2 separate regions of the Zea mays genome follow, and region 1 is linked to region 2. The links are chromatin contacts, called in public Hi-C maps. All regions are on one chromosome and are shown on one strand. The core of a region is the stretch at or near the end of the contact, and the rest is flanking DNA. Distances in the headings are between cores, read along the strand shown.

Region 1 (2,700 bases), core at 199-2,698, 310 kb before region 2:
ATCGTAGCAGTTATTTGATACAGGAACTTTTTGATACTGTAGAAGCACAATACCACAATGGAGTGAGGTGCAACGCGCGATGGACAATATGGTTGCAAGGTGAAAGTCTGTGGAACTGCCGGGGGCAAAGTGAATTTTATCCAACTATCTGTAATATGTGTGCTGTTTTCCGGTTGAAACTATTAAGAAAAAAATAGGAATAAGCTGCAGGATCGGTCGTAATGCGTGTAATTGTCGCCACATTTGGCATTACCTTGCTATTGTAACATTTGTACCATTTGTTGTATCATTATAACTGAGATATATACGGTCTCGTCAAATTTGCTTGGTGACAATGTTGTTTGTTTGGAATGGAAGGGTCGGCAATGGAAATTCCGTGATATTCTCACATGTAAAAAGGTATGAGTAGCACCGTAGCACACATGCCAGAGTCCTTCCCTTTCCCTTCTGTCTCCAATCAGTCACCCGCTTCGACAGCGCCACTGCCCACTGTCCTACTAAACCCTGGCGAGGTGCGCCGAGAAGCGCTGCCTCTTGTAGCAGCACTCGGCGCCGAGCATGTCCTCCCGGCTGAGCAGCACGGCCCGGAGCGCCGCCTGCAGCGCTGGGCGCGACGACGTGCCCGCGTCGTCGCCGTTGTGCTGCCCGCCGACGTCCAGCTCCAGGACGCTCCGCGTCCGCCCACCGACGGTGGCTATCTCGGCGCGCACGGCCCTGGCGCTGACGGAGCGCACGGCGCGGCCCAGCTCGGACATGAGCCCCGGGCGGTCGGCGCAGCACACCCACGCCCTGACGCGCCTGGCGCTGGCGGCGGCCGCCCTCTCCCTCTCCCCGCCGCCGTGGTGGCAGAAGCAGCGCTGCTGGCCCTCCTCGACGCCGACCTCGTCGCCTTCCCCTGGGACGGCCACGGCCGCGCCCGCCGCCGCCGCGTCCGCCTCGCCCCGCAGCTCCCGCACGTGCCGCACTACCTCCCCGAGCAGCGCCGCCTTGTCCATCTGCATGGTTCGCGCACACGTACGTGACCGTGTTTCGATCGTTACCCGCGGCGCATGCATGCCGCTTGCGTTGGCTCTGGAGAGTGGAGAGCAAGGACGCCGGTTGGTCTTACCCGCGACGCGGCAGGGAGGAGCGTGCGCAGCGTGGCGAGGTGGGCGTTGATGCGCTGCCGCCGCTTCCGCTCCGCCTCGCTGTGGCTTCTGCTCGTCCCACCGCTCCGCGTCGTCGCTGCCGGCGGTGAGGACTCCCTGTCCATCGCCACATCCGCTGTTTCGTCATCACTCCCGACAGGAACCATCATCGTACGTGTTGCTCGAGCGAGCCTGAGCAGTTTTGTTTGTTTTTTGTTTTGAAAAGGAAAAGGAGGCGGGAAGCCGGTGGCTCGAGTCCTACGTGCGAACACGGCAACAAGCTAGCTCACACACGTCGGTCTGGGTCTGGCTGCCGTTTGCGGGTGGGGATGGATGGATCGATCTGTTAAATAAGGAGGCCCGCGGCTGCCGACACGGCCTGGGTGCGACTGCGAGCCGCGGCGCAGGCACACGGGAGCGGCCGGCAAGCGGCTGTGTTGGCGCATCGGTCTGCGGCGCGGTCGGGTCGGGAGGAGAAAAGTTGCATGCGGTCTCCGTCGGTTTGACGACTTTTTTTTCTCTCGCTGGACGAAAGGCGATCGGCCGGCGCGGTACCCGGCACCGGCAGCGGCTTCACGTCTGTCGCCGAGGCGAGCAAACGACTGGGGGTGATCTGAACTCTGAGGCGTGGTTTGCCGGAGGCAGCGCAGTGAAAAAAGAAGAAGAAGCGTCGGCCGACACGGCGCTGCACCGCGACGGTTGCTGCTTTGCTTTTCCTTAACCGTCTTCTGATAAAGTGTCGGTTATGGGGGGCAGACGTACCAGTGTACTACTACTTACCCTAACCTGCACGTTCGGTCCTATGCATCTTTATTCTTTCCTGTTATTTGCCGTCTGTCCATCCATTCGTACGGCACAGACAAGTTACCACTTGCCGACGCATCAAGAACTTCTCGAGCTTACTGAGTTTTAATAAAAGTATCTGTTTTGGCTATCGCAGATGACCTACCGATCAGTGGCTACTGTTCTGCTGGCCTGGCTTGCGTGCGCTGCGAACGCCCAAGTACTGCTGCAGGAAAACGGGCCCCCGTCCAAGAGCGAGCAGCACACTGCCTTGGCCTTTGGCGTCGTAAATCCCCCCCAACAGTGGTCAAAACTCCTCGAACGCTCTTGTCGTTGCTTCCCAGGACCCACAGTAAAATGTCGAGCCCAGCTTTTTCACCCTGGCCGGCAAAACGATCAACACACACAAAAAAGCGATGAGGTGTGGACGACAAGAGATGACCACTCCAAACAACGAGCGCGCGCCCCCGCTTTTTAGGTTTTACAGAAAGCGAGCGGCCGGGCGAGCCAGCCGATCGAGTAACAAAACGTGAGGTGAAAAGTTTGGTTACCACACCACGCCGACGCCGGTGCAACCACCGAACCCCGTCATGATATGCACAGCGTGGCCTCACGTCTCTCCGGTGGCCTTTGCCGGGGTCCGGGCATCGTCGGGCGACGGGCGGGCATCATGCGTGGAAGCTGGCATGGACCTGCACGTACGTGCGTGAGGAGGGGGGACACGGACGCCTGGCCTTCGATCCCTTCTAGGGTTGAAAACGGACGGAAAAAATCCCGTACCGACCCGTAC
Region 2 (2,700 bases), core at 28-2,527:
AGTAGAACAGGATGCGGTTGAGGTGCCGCTAACCTGAGACGGCAGGTACGGCGGCAGGCGAGGTAGGGCGCCGAGCGGCCGCGTGAACGCCCGCTCCAGCGCACGGTGGACGTTCTCCTCGTGCCGCAGCTTCTTCTTCAGCTTATCCACCTGGAATTCAGCGCCGTCAAGCAAGCGTCAGAACGAGCTACAGGAAGCAACTGAATCCGACAAATCGAAGTTCAACGACATCTTGCTGTAGCGCGAGCTTTCGCTCTCTCCTCGACTGGATCCTGTTCATGGTGCCCCTGGTACCGGCGTTGCCCGATCCCTTCACCGGCGTCACGGTCTTCCTCGGATCCGTCTCCGTCACCTGAACACAAAAACCATCATTGAAGGAGAAAAGAGATGCCTCATTGAGCTGAGAGAGAAAGGTTACTAACGGAAGCAAAGCACAGATTCCTCTGCTCCGCTCTGAAAGATAAGGCTCAAAGGGAAACTAAAGGAAAATATGGGGCTGGGGGAGTCAGTGCGAGTAGCTCTCAGAAATGGCAGAGCCCTGAGGCCAAAGAACCCGCGTCGAGATCTTGTCATAGACGCCACCAGGTCATCGACCATTCTTTGCTCGCAAGAACACTAGATGGCACTGCTCATGAGTTCATCGTCGTACTCTTGCCACATTAATTACTTCGTCGTACAAAATATGGATACCGCAACAAATTGCTGGCGATCGAGGAACACGGAAATTGGTGGCGCAAACCGAGAAATCACCGCACAATGTCACCTGCTTGACGCTCAACTCAACGAAATGTATCCAATTCCTCTACAAACAGCATGCAAAAAAAAAAATCGGAGAGATTGAAGAAGCACGTACTCTGCTGTCGCTCTTCGGGGGCGCTTTCGCACCGCGCGCCGCCGCCGGCCTCCGAGACCGGGCATTCATCTGTGGTGCCGTATGCATCAAAGCAAGACAGTGCGCCTAGAAAAGGAGAGCAGAGGGTTGGCAAGTGATCGCCTCGGCAGCCTGGCAGCCTGCACCTCAGCCAGCCAGGCTGCTATGGCTGGCGATGCCACTCCGACGCCATTAAAGATTCCTCGTGAGCTCAGAGGTGTGGTAGGATCGCACCAAGGTGCGCTCCAGCTACTGCAGGCGATTCAGCGGTGCGTTTGATTGGGGTTGGGAGTAGGAGAGAGGCGTCTGTGGGAACAGAGGCTGCGGCGGCGGTGATGGCGGTGCGCAGGTTTCCTTGGGTAGTATGGCGGAATTGGTCTCGGGTTGTAGTTGTAGCTATCGCGGCCGGCGGCGGTGCCGTTGTATATATACGGCGAGTTGTGGTAACATGAAATGGCAGTCACCCTTTCGCCTTCAACTTCAACTAGCGAAGTGCCTATTTACGGTCTCTATTTATACTTAAATGTAAAAAATAAAACATAAAAATACATAGAGAACACGATAACGGTAGAAACCGTGGAACCAAAAAGTTTGAATGTAATAGAGATTAAATCCAACAAACATCGTTTACCTCTAGTAATAACCATAATTTTTTACCACCTTTGTTAAGATTTTACGTTTCTCGAAGGACCGGCAAATTCAAGAACCTTTCCATGTCCTTTTTAGTTGGTAAAAACAGAAAATTTTGTTAGTGAAAAAAATAATGCCTGACATATCTTTAATTAGATATCTAAATATAATAAGGGGTAATTATGATTATACCTTTCTACCTTGTAATTGTGACTTTATCCCTTATTTTTTAACTTTGTAGTTCAACCTCTCCATTTTAAAAACGAAGCCGCTGTGCCCCTCCCCATAACAACGTTAGTGAAAATCAGAACTAGTAATTAAAAAATAAAAAATTAGGGTAAAATCACAAATATAAGGTAAAAGAAGAGTATAATCACAGTTAACCATGAAAATTTCTACAATATTATTAGAGTTAATTGTTTCTGAAATAAAATATAAAAATGAAAATGAGAGATATGTTTTTTCCTAACGATTCCGTCCATTTTTTCATCCCTACTCACGTCTAGACATCTAGTATAGTGACAGATAATTGAAATATCCAGCGGCGGACTACCCTTGGCCATAGCCGTGAAGTCGTGAACCCTTCAGGCAGCCTCCGAGCCTCGTCCCATGTTTAGTTTTCCGTATCGGCTGAGGAGAAAGAATGATGACATACATCGATATGTGGACTCTACCCAAAGACAATAGACAAAGGCCATACCAATGAAAATGCTTACGTATGACTCGAGAGCTACTACATTAACCAAATATATAGTTTTTTTTATAGATTCACAGTGAAACAGCTCTAAGATTAATTATATATATATCTAAATTTATTTGTTACCATTGCAAAACTCTACTGACACGGCCTAAATACTGTAGCAACTACGCAAACAGCTGCAGCCATGGTCCACTGATCGCTTCTTTTTCTACCGGTGATAGGATTTGTCAGGCCGACGCAACACTGTCCGCGGATCAATTTCGCTTTTCTACCGTCTGGGCCCAGCGGGACCCAGGCACCTGTCGTCCAGAGAGGCCGGTGGATGGGCCCGTGCCGCGCAGCTAATTACACTAGGCGTCTTGAGCCCGGAGGCCGGCCGGGGACGGGGGACCTCAGGAGGGGCTGGCTCATCGAGTCATCCAGCTTTCGGGGACGGATGCGTGATGGTACGTACATCTTCGATCGCCTTCCGCTCGTTCATGACTGCTAGCCTACCGGT

The links. Hi-C and Micro-C count contacts between places; a contact is called where the count stands out from the background.
Region 1: a Hi-C map of ear shows a contact between it and region 2, with 2.5 times the contacts expected there. The contact joins the promoter of LOC100284631 here to the promoter of LOC109940910 in region 2. A contact is called at or near these places in 3 of 25 Hi-C or Micro-C datasets (ear, leaf and tassel).

What each region holds. Positions count from the first base shown.
Region 1 is chr7:132,919,032-132,921,731 of Zm-B73-REFERENCE-NAM-5.0, reverse strand. It overlaps LOC100284631, which reads right to left and starts at 1,448. Exons shown (of 2, transcript NM_001157526.2): 1 at 1,109-1,448; 2 at 287-995. The coding sequence starts at 1,294. The coding sequence ends at 498. LOC100283312 (carbonic anhydrase) reads left to right here. Exons shown (of 8, transcript NM_001412487.1): 8 at 1-379.
Region 2 is chr7:132,608,530-132,611,229 of Zm-B73-REFERENCE-NAM-5.0, reverse strand. LOC109940910 (rho GTPase-activating protein 7) reads right to left here and starts at 1,277. Exons shown (of 7, transcript XM_020541276.1): 1 at 854-1,277; 2 at 230-352; 3 at 34-150. The coding sequence starts at 940.